Linked DNA regions of Mus musculus: region 1 is linked to region 2. A link is a contact called in public HiChIP or PLAC-seq data. All regions are on one chromosome and are shown on one strand. The core of a region is the stretch at or near the end of the contact, and the rest is flanking DNA. Distances in the headings are between cores, read along the strand shown. Region 1 has its middle 16 kb from the start of Gm40763. Region 2 has its middle 29 kb from the start of Gm30193.

Region 1 (5,860 bases), core at 1,538-4,037, 75 kb after region 2:
ATCTTCCTGCCTCCACCTCCTGAGTAACAGGGACGCGGGACATGTGCCACCGCTTAGGGTTTTAGGCAACTGTCAAACTTTGTGCATGCTAGGCAAACATGGCATTGGCTGAGCCACATCCCCAGCTCGGCTGCTGCGATCTCTAGTGAGGTAGATGACTGTTGAAATTCCGAGGTTAGGGTTAACCAAAGCTGTTGGTTTCCTAATTTGTTGACAAGTATGAGGTTAAATGACAAAGTTTTGTTATTTTGCTTTCTCAGTCAGTGCAATGTGTTTCCCTACAGAGGCCGAAGACAGAAGATCTGGGTTGATCAGAGCCCTTGTCACCTCCAAGAGCTGATGGTTGGCTCCGCAGAGGACAGACAGAGAACACAGGCTGGAATTTGGGCACTCTAGTGGGATTAAGTCAATGCAAGGAGCTCCCTCAGCTCTTCCTGAAAGGGAAGGCTTTAAGTTGGAGTATGGGCTTTGAGGTTCTCACCCCCGCACTTCAGGGGACTAGCTAGCCTGTGACAGTAAACTTTTTCAACTCATTGCTCCAGTTTGTTTTGCAAAAGAGGCTGTTGTAAGTCTCACTAGAATTCCCAATTCATAAATAAGAAAGGAATCAGATCTGGAAGTAGGGAAGTCAGGGAAGTAGAAAACAAGCAGATCTCCTGGTAAGAAAGGATATAGATACAATCGAAGTATAGTAGAGGCTGGGAGTCTAGTAAGCTATTGAGGATGGCCGATAATACCCTGTATGATGAGACCCTGAGGGAGAAGGATCAGGGGACCCCAACTCTCCCTTAGGACATGAGGCTAGACTGTAAGCATTATTAAATACTGTATGAATGTTAACATCATAGAGATTTTTAGTGTATGAACCCTTTAGAGTTTAGGTTTCCTCCAAATACACTAAGCTTCTAAAAGCCAGGTCAAGCCCTTTGATTGACAGCTGTCAGACCCTTCACTCACACCCAGCTGCTTTACGAAGCTTTCTACGCAGCAAGTCCTTTCTTTGGCAGTAGCATTATCACAGTGATGGCCTGGCTGCTTTGCCCATGGTATATACAGTCTTTCCCGGAAGACTTGACTGGGGAGAACCAAGAAGCCATTTTGGTGTGTCAAGAGGGCCTTGCTTCAGTCAGAACGTGCCTCAGACACCACCCTTAGGAAATGCTGCTTTGCCCCAAAGAAGCTTCTATAAACACCAGTTGACCTTATCTGACCCGTAGTAGCTCCTATAGTAGCTAGTCTCATTCAGAAAAGGGGGAGGGGGCGCCTCCTGAGTAACACAATATGTGATTGGTCCGTATGCAAATGTGTGACACTTGGGATTGGTTAAACTAGAGACTTCGTAAATATGCCACATCCCTCTTCTGATTATAAACGCTGGTTGCTTTTCACTGTTTTGGTGTGAACTCACATGGTGTCTCTCCAGTATTCTACCTGCTACCTTGTGCTCCTACACCAGACCCCAGTAAAGGCTTCTCCTAAGTTGTCTTTTCTTTTTCTGCTCCAGACACACCCAGAAACGGTGCAGAAGCATCAGAAGCGATCCAGAGATCCGCCAGAGGCAGCAACTTAAGCCCCCCTCCCCCCCAAGAGGGCCCTGGAACATCTAAGAGTTCAGAACGATGGGTCTGAAAATGAGAATTCCTGTAATGAAGCTGTATCTGTAGAGACTAGTCAATTGTTTAGAATGACAGTACCTTGGAGAGGTTGGAGTGTTGCAGGTCCAGAGGCTAATTACCTTATTTGGAGCTGGTTCCAGGCTTCCTAAATGGCCATTTCTTGCTCACCCCTGTGTCAGAACTAATGTCGTGTGACTAATGGACAAAACCCTTTTGGAATCTCTTAACATAGCAAGCCGATAGTTTCTACCAACCCAACAGCTAAGGATGTTATCAGATAGCGTCTTGGACCCATAGACATGCTTGCTTCCCCTTGCTTGTTGCATCTCTCTCTGATGTACCCACCGGTGTGTTTTAAACTTGCCTTGATTTATGACGTTCTTTGTTCTGTAAAACTCTAAAACTTCATGATGGAACCTGGGATTTGGGGTAACCTAAATCTTTGTTCTTGGGCCATGGTCACTCAAAATGGCTCCAGAATGAACTATCTTACTCCCTTTAAGGTGAGAGAGATCGTCGTTCGCATCAACGGTTCTAACACCTGAAATTTGCAAGCTGCAGTCCTATTTGTCATAAGCCTCTCATCTGAACAGGGGGAACTAGGTCTCTGGGTTTTAAAACACGAAGCAATAAGTCTCTGATTCTCAGGGCCCAGAGTCATAAGCCTCTGCCTTTGAAACCCAAAGCATGCTTTGGTCAGAGCACCTAGAGAGCTACAGGTCTTTGGTTTTTAAACCGTGTAGCCATCGGCCTCAATTCTCAGGGCTGAGAGCGATTAGTCACTGGGTTTAAAAGTCAAGTCCATAGCTTCTGGTATTCAAGAACTGCCAACCCTGGAAAAGCAATCCCTTGCCTATTCGTGATTTCCATACAAATAGAGCAAGAGGGCCCTTAGCCAGCTCTTGGGAAGAGATGGCCTGGAAGAGGTCTATGAGCTACAAGGATACCTAGGAGAGGACCCCGGTGAGTGAGAACAGGCGTGTGCTTGCCACGCCTGGGGTAAGAAGGAAGCTCGTTGCACTGAGTCATCACGACTGGTGTGTGTGTGTGGGGGGGGGGGCGGGGGAGGGGGTGTGCAGAAGAGAAAAGAATGACGAAGTTGTGGGGTGGATCAGGAAGGCTCTTGTAGATTCTTGTAAGGAATTCTACTTCAGCTCTGAGTAAGAAAGCAAGCCATTTGTGGCTTTTGATCAGGAGAGTGACATAATCTGGCTTTTGAAAGGACCAGTCTGATGACTAAGTTGGAGAATAGCTTTGGTGACGCATGCGTGGAAGAAGGGTATCCACTTGGGAGTCAAGTGCAAGAAGAAGGCCAGGGGTGACAAAGTCTTGTACCAGGGTGGTGATGGTTACCAGGGTAGCCATGGTTACCAGGGTGATCCTGGTAGGAAAGGGGGAAACCTGGAAGTCTGCTTCCAGACTAAGGTTTCTGGTGTGAGAGAGAGGAGGAAGAGATGACAGTCACCATGAGGTCTGAGACAGCCTCTCACTGAGATGGAGAAGTTCTCTGAGGGACAGACTTGTGTTGATGTTAGAGAGTCTGACATGATGACGGGGACCCTAAGAGGGGATTGTTTGATCTCAAGGAAACCAGGGACAAATGGCTACTGAGGTGTCTATTGAACACATCAAAGCAGACTCTGGCTGACAGTCTTTCCCTGCTCACAAGTACCTGTTACAAAATCATCCTGGCTGGCATACCCTGTCATCTTCCCTTCCCTCCCCTTCCCTTCCCTTCCCTCCCCTTCCCTTCCCTTCCCTCCCCTTCCCTTCCCTCCCCTCCCCTTCCCTCCCCTCCCCTTCCCTTCCCTCCCCTTCCCTTCCCTCCCCTTCCCTTCCCTTCCCTCCCCTTCCCTTCCCTTCCCTTCCCTTCCCTCCCCTCCCCTCCCCTCACCCCTCCCCTCTCCCTCCCCTCTCCCTCCCCTCCCCTCCCTGTTTTAGTTTGGACTTATATGTGCTCTCCCTCATATGTACAATAAAACCTTTCCCCTCAATCACACCCAGGAGCAGCCATGTCCTCCTTTTTCATTCATTGCTGACAAAGCAGTTAGATACAGTAGTGAGGACTTCAGGGCAGATGCTGGGGCTGACAAGCTTGATTCTAGAGCTTTAAGGACAAGAGGCAGAGAGCAGCGGAACAGAGCACTTTGCAATAGCGAGGTATTGTAGAATAAAGTCCTCAGGCAAAGCAGCCACCATCTTGATTGTATCACTCGAACTGACTGATAAGAAAGAGAGTCTAGAGAAGTGGTTCCCAACCTGTGGCTCGAGACCCACTTGAGTCAGCATATCAGATATTTACAGTATGAGTCACAACATTTGCAAAATTACTGTTATAAAGTAGAAACGAAAATAGTGTGTGTGTGTGTGTGTGCGTGCTTGTGTGTGTGTCTCCACAACACAAGGAACTGAATTAAAGGGTCGAAGCATTAGGAAGGTTGAAGACCACTGATGGTGAGCTAGCCTGCTGACTGTGGATGCTCCTCCAGAGAAGGTGGTGGAGAGGATCTGTCTCCCACCTGAGATTCTATCCGTTTCCACTTGCCACTCCAAGTCATCTGCAAGCAATTCTGTTCTAATTTCATGTGACCTCAGGGTCAAGGGAGCTGGAGGCTATATAGATTGGGCAAGATTAACTGAGGGGGTGGGGGCTCTGTTTCTGTGGATGTGAGAAGTCATTTTCCTGGCTGGGTGAAGGATGTCCTGTCTTGATTTGGAGGTCCTCTGTGCTTCTGTAAGTATCCGCCGCACACATGCACTGAAGGTTGTCAGCCTAATAAACTCATTGGTTCCTCGGGGCTAACTTAATGGAATTATACTCTTGGCTGTTGCTTGGTCCTTGAAAGAAGAGGGTAGACACTGTTTAAGTCTCTTTAGGGATGGAATTCTGACGACACAAGGAAACAGAAGACTGGTATAAATGTAAAAGTCTCTGTAGCTTGAAACTTTGATCTGGAGTTGGGGAGCGAAATGAACAGTAGGTAAAGGAAAAAAGTCAGTGACTAAAGAGAGCCAGCTGATGCAGGAGATACGATCAGGCCCATATCTGGGGAACAGGTGACCAGTGAGTGACACAGCCCATTCAGGCTTAGATCAAACACTTTTGATTTTTATCCAAAATGTATACCTGCTTTTTTTTTTTTTTTCCTTTCTTTTTTTGGCAGCCATGCAATGCTTAGGTAAAGTATTTCACAGCTCTGATTGGTCAGCTCCAACTCTATCCATTGCAAGCTGCTCCACCCTCAGGCTTTTAGGTTTTGAGATAAGGCCTTGTTTCAAAGCTCTGGATAGCCTGGAACTCAGTGTACATCTAAGCTGGCCTTGGGCTCTGAGCAAAGCTTTTAGTCTCAGTCTCCAGAGTTCTGTGATTGCAGGTGTGAACTACACATGACACACACCGTGTTGCAAAGTATTTTCTTTTCCCTCGCTCTCTCTTCTACCTCTCTCTCCCCCTCCCCCTCCTCTTCTGTTGTCTGTTTTTCAAGTCAAAGTTTCTTGCTCTTTATGGGCTGGCCTGGAGCTCAGAAATCTGCTTGCCTCTGCCTCTGCCTCTCTGCCTCTCTGCCTCTCTGCCTCTCTGCCTCTCTGCCTCTCTGCCTCTCTGCCTCTCTGCCTCTGCCGGGACTAAAGGGTCACACTACCTTGCCTGGCTTGTTGCAAACAACTTCAAAGTGGAAACTTCTAGTTTCTCTGGAAAGTTAGTTATGTCACATGTTGGTTTGCTGGCGCACACAGGTGAAAGGATGTCTTGCTAAAGCAAATAGATGAAAGACTACTTTCCTGAAGCAGATACAGGTGAAAGGATGTGTGGATATAGCAAACAGGTGGAAGGACCTGTGATGAAGGAGTATAAATATGACCCCACAGACAATGGGAGATGAGCACTGAGCATTGGTTTGCTCTGTCTCGCTATTCTTCACTAAAGATACACATGTATTGGTTCACCTTAAATAGCTATATAGTGTTGAGTGCAACTTGTGGTAATGCTGCCATTGAGAGAAACTCCCCCCCCAAACTGCTCATCAGGTCTCCGCAGCAGCTTGCCGATTCCCTCGGCCTCACCTCAGGCCAGTTGGCAAGCCTGGTGGTTTCTTCAGGATTGAATTACAGCTGCAGGGTGTCTGCTTGCTGAAAGGACTGGACGGCAGCTGCTGAATCATATTTGGTGTTTGCTATGAGACTGAATTGCTGCCAAAAAAGATCAAGCTCACCTCCAAAGAACTATTGCTGGACAGGTCCACTTC
Region 2 (5,109 bases), core at 1,247-3,746:
AGCCAGAGAGTGAGAAGGAGTCAAAAGATTAGAATAGATTGCCAAAGTTAGTATGAGCAATTAAGTTAGAAGCTAAGAGAATTTGAATCAGTCAGTTTGGAGAGGAGTTTGAGCCAGAACAGAGGAGTTGGTCAGCTAGCCAGAGTTCAGAAAAAACAAAAAACAACAACAACAAAAAACCTTGAAAGTGTGAGCTTATTTGGCAGTAAGTCTCAGAGGCTGAAAACATTCTAGACCTAGTATTTGATGTCCATATTAAGTTTTTTTGTTAATTTTTTTTTGGGGGGGGGGGTTCGAGACAGGGTTTCTCTGTGTAGCTCTGGCTGTCCTGGAACTCACTTTGTAGACCAGGTTGGCCTCGAACTCAGAAATCTACCTGCCTCTGCCTCCTGAGTGCTGGGATTAAACGCGTGCGCCACCACCACCCGGCCTGGATTCTTTTCTGCATTACAGTCATGGGTCTTGGGTCTGCCTGAGTCGAGTCTCTGAGAAGTTAGGAGCCCCTGAGGCTCCCTGGTTGCTGCAACTCTGTACCATGACAGGAGCCTGAGGAACTTCCATTACCAGTGATAAATGCTGAAGGCGAAGAAGCAATAGACGCTGCCTGCCTGACTGGAACAAACTGTCTCCTCTTTGTCACTTAAGCAAGCCAACTGCTGTTGGGGGGAGCAAGGAGAAGGAATGTGGAAGTATTTAGTGGGCAGTTCGGATGGGAGAGAGGGATGCATCGAGGATCAATCCCAGGCTTCCTTTTTGAGAAATGGTCAGAGCATCATCCACTATACAGTGCCTCTGCACCAAGCACAGAAGGCCGTGAACCGAGCTGCAGGTTTCATGAACACCCCCGACTCCCACTTCTGTAATTATGAGGAGTATTTTTTCCTAGTGAAGTGTGCTGCTTTGAGGGACCGTGTCTTCTTTTCATAATGAGTCTAGCAAGCTGAGCTACCATCTGTAGACCCAGATGAGGAGAGAGATTACATTAAAAACCTACCTTGGCCCGAGGAAGTACTTTTCAGACACGTAGCTAACCATTTTCTAAGCTGAAGTGTGAGCAGAGAAGTTGCACACTCTCACCTCCACACACTGAGCTCAAATAGATTCAAATGCAGGCATCGAGAAGCACACAGTTAGATGGCAATTTAAAGCTCTGCCTTGTGGCCTTCACTGCCCTTTTACTCTTGGCTCTGTCTATGTTCTTTGAGAGAACTGTATTTTGCTTTCCTATTAGCATCGGGGAAGGACCCCATTCTGCTTTTATTTCAAACTTCAACCACCCCTACACGTGTTCGATTCCTCTTGAGATGCCATTGATGCGCCAGCCTGGTACTGGAAGCTCACTGCCTTTCCCGAGGCAAGGCTCTGGGATTCCATCTTTTGAATCTCTGAATCACAGATGCCTTCCCACTTGCACACTGGCGGGAGCTCAGTGGACTTCCTCTAAGCAAGCCAAGCAAATTCTCTAAATGCCAGATGTAAGATGGGAATTCAAAGGTCATGGTTCTCCTCTGTGCTGCCCCCATTCCCACCCCGGCTAGGAGTGTGAGAAGTTCACATGACTGCACAAGACACCACTGGGCACTGCTAACTGCCATCCGTGCCAACGCATAGGCTCTGCTCTCTGTATCATAGAATGACTGTCTGTATTTGCTGAGCTTGTCTCTCCTGACCCGAGTCTCCAGCTCTCCCAGCCAATGCATTTGCATCATTTCTGTGTGTGCCTTGTTTGACCTGCCTCTTCTCCAGCACTGTGAGCCGGTCTGTGGGTGGTTCCCCCTCCCAGCCCCCACTGCCATGAAGAATGACAAGGGCAAAGGTCAGAAACTCCTATGATTCATTTCCTCTTTGCTGCACGCAGTGGATAGCTTTCTGGATGAGTCACTCGGATGCCAAGTATGGGACTGGGGTGGGGGCTCCTTTACATGAACCCCAAGGCGCTGCTATGCCCCCTCTCCGTTAGAAGAACAGAGTTCTTAAGAGCCCTTACAATTTTTGTATTTTCCTCCTGTGGTGTTATAAGCCCATCTGTGCCCTCTTTCTTTGTCCTGTTTGCTTGGATAACATTATCATCTTTTGTGGTCTCCTTGAATTCTGACTCCAGAATTGGCAGACACTTAAAATAGACCTCAAATGTGCTCTTATATTAATACATTTTCCAGGGGCTAGAGGAATAGCTCAGTGGGTTAAGTGCATGTTGCATAAGTATGATGGCTTGGGTTCAAATCCCCAGAACCTACATGAAAAAGCCAGATGTGGTTTGGGTGATGGTGGAGATGCACGCCTTTGATCCCAGCTCTCGGGAGGCAGAGAGCTGGATCTCCGAGTTCAAGGCCAGCCTGATCTCCAACGTGAGTTCCAGGACAGCCAGGACTATACAGAGAAACCCTGTCTCTAAAAACAAAAACAAACAAACAAAAGGCTAGATGTGCTGCCTGGCTGATACTTGTAATCTCAGTGCCAAGAGATAGAGAAAGAGAGATTCCCTGGGGTTGCTGGCCAACCAGCCTACTCTAATCTGTAAACTACAGGCCAATGAAAAACTTGGTCTCATAAAACAGGATGGGGCTGGAGAGACAGCTGAGTGGTTCTGAGTAAGTACTTCTCTTGCAGATGATGTAAGTTCAGTTCCGAGCACTGACCTGGGATGGCTCATAATTGACTGTAACTTCAGTTAGAGATTATCTGACACCCTAGCCTGGTCTCTCTAGGTACCTACCTACATATGAACATACCCACACAGAGATACACGCCCACATAACTAAAAATCACCGGGCATTGGTGGTGTATGCTTTTAATCCCAGCAATTGGGATAGGGGACAGAGGCAGAGGCAGATGGATCTCTGAATCCAAGGCTAGCATGGCCTATAGATCAAGTTCCAGGACAGTCAGGATTATACAGAGAAGCCTGTCTCAAAAACAAAAAACAAAACAAAACATAAAAAAAATAAAATAAATGCTAGAAAACAGCAACAATATGGTGGAATGCGTGTGAGGAATGACTCATGAAGATGACTTGGCTTTGACACATGTGCACATATGGAGACACATGAACATGAACACATATACATATACACACACAAAATAAAAATATGCTCTCATGTCATTTAGACTAAACTATTCAGAGAAGTGTAGTCATGGATCCTCAAGAAAAAAAAAATCCGCCTTCCAGAAGGACAGCATATGGCGACAGCAGACATCAGCTAAGGAAGATGACAATTGTACTTCACACTGAGGTCCCTATCAAGGTGTTGTTTCCTCAATGAAGGGAGGTCACTGTTTTGTTTTTGCCTTTATATACAAACAGAAAACTAAGTGCACAGTATAAGAAATAATTATCAACCAAACACCCTCCATCAAGAAATGAAACAGGTCCAGCCCAGAAGCCCCTCCTTTGTTTGCCTTCCAGACAACGCCCTTGCCACTCCTTGGGGTACCCCTATCTGTGGTAGCCACTCCCTTGCTTTTGTGATTATGTCTGTGTGCTGGTTAATTACTTTCAGGGCAGTATCACCTTTATCTTCTGCACATGGCACCGTGTAATTCATTTGTGTTAAGTAATGACCACAGGGGACACGGGGCTAGCTCTGTGTGTGTGTAGTAGTCTTTCTTCTTCTCAGAATTGCACAGAACTGCTAACCCATGTCTCCAGTCGTGAACTAAGAGCACTTCTGCTAAAACATACATTTAGAATGATAACACTGTGGAGGTGAAGTAAGCAAGACACTTGCAGTGGTCCAAGCATGCCAATGCAGTGGTCCAAACCTGACACTGCAGTGGTCCAAGCCTGACACTGCAGTGGTCCAAGCCTGACACTGCAGTGGTCCAAGCATGCCAATGCAGTGGTCCAAGCCTGACACTGCAGTGGTCCAAGCATGACACTGAAGTGGTCCAAACCTGACACTGCAGTGGTCCAAGCCTGACACTGCAGTGGTCCAAGCCTGACACTGCAGTGGCCCAAGCATGACAATGCAGTGGTCCAAACATGACACTGCAGTGGTCCAAGCATGACAATGCAGTGGTCCAAGCCTGACACTGCAGTGGTCCAAGCATGGCACTGCAGTGGCCCAAGCCTGACGCTGCAGTGGTCCAAGCATGACACTGCATGACACTTACAGTGGTCCTCCTACGTGCTGCAGTTTCTAGGCTGCAAGTAGAGTTACATAGCTCCCGCAGGGAAGACTGAGCCCCTCCTTATTCTAGGCTCTTTTCTCTAACTTTAGTGGGAAACAGCCCAGCAATGTCAAAATCTACAGAACCCACTCGTGACAGGAGCCTTTTTCTAGTTCCAGGGTTCCCCTCCCCACCCTCAACTTCTCACTTGCTATTTCTGTGTAGTTTTTGGGGGGGGGGCTTTTAGATCTTCCTTGATCTGGAATATTCTCTGCTGAACTAGGGAAAGAGGGTAAGTGGGATGGGACATAAAGTCTTATTCTTAGCTTCTTTTACTTCCACAGTTTCCTTTATTTTTTTGTCACCGGCTAACACAGCTTCGCTCAGGGGCAGACAGCTAACAGTATTTTATAGATACCAACGATACTCGGGATGGTGGCTTACTGTTCCTACTGTGTAAGAAAGGCCACTGTCACTAGAAAGCTTCAGAAACTATCAAAGGCTCACCACACTAGACACCAGGAATTCAAAGGTTGAGCTCAAAAGCTAAGTTCTTTGTTTGTTTGTATGTTTTCAGGTTTTGTTTTTTTGTTTGTTTGTTTGTTTGTTTGTTTTTGTTTTTTGTTTGAGACAAGGTTTCTTTATGTAGCCCTGACTGTCCTGGAAACTTATTCTGTAGACCAGACTGGCCTGGAACTCAGGGATCTGCCTACTTTTGGCTCCCAAGTCCTGGGATTAAAGGTGTGCATGCCCTGCCCCCCCCTCCCCCCCAGCTAAGTTCTTCTTAGGCAAGTCCCCTCTGTGTTTATTTGGCTGAGGACCCTGGACTTGCTTCATAGCCACCGTATTAATTCTCTCTCTCTGTCTCTCTCCCTCTCCCTCTCTTTTCTCTCTCTCCCTTCTTTCCTTCCTTCCTTCCTTCCTTCCTTCCTTCCTTCCTTCCTTCCTTCCTTCCTTCCTTCCTTCCTTTCTTTCTTTCTTTCTTTCTTTCTTTCTTTC

The links. HiChIP or PLAC-seq counts read pairs in DNA pulled down with a chosen protein or histone mark.
Region 1: a FOXA1 HiChIP or PLAC-seq map of pancreatic cancer cells shows a contact between it and region 2. The contact joins two enhancer-like sites. A contact is called at or near these places in 1 of 15 datasets of contacts at CTCF or cohesin (the NIH/3T3 cell line), 7 of 484 Hi-C or Micro-C datasets (the N1E-115 cell line, embryonic stem cells, epidermal suprabasal cells and 2 more) and 3 of 115 datasets of contacts at active chromatin or transcription factors (embryonic stem cells, microglia and pancreatic cancer cells).

The regions. Positions count from the first base shown.
Region 1 is chr10:111,617,259-111,623,118 of GRCm38.p6, forward strand. No RefSeq gene overlaps it. Among named protein-coding and RNA genes, the nearest start is that of Gm40763, 16 kb to the right of the region's middle. Within about 2 kb of position 2,788, at least 68 of the 459 cell types and tissues checked have an H3K27ac peak or open chromatin away from gene starts, as enhancers often do. A contact at or near this core is called in the NIH/3T3 cell line and pancreatic cancer cells, where this site is marked.
Region 2 is chr10:111,542,350-111,547,458 of GRCm38.p6, forward strand. No RefSeq gene overlaps it. Among named protein-coding and RNA genes, the nearest start is that of Gm30193, 29 kb to the right of the region's middle. Within about 2 kb of position 2,497, at least 144 of the 459 cell types and tissues checked have an H3K27ac peak or open chromatin away from gene starts, as enhancers often do. A contact at or near this core is called in the NIH/3T3 cell line and pancreatic cancer cells, where this site is marked.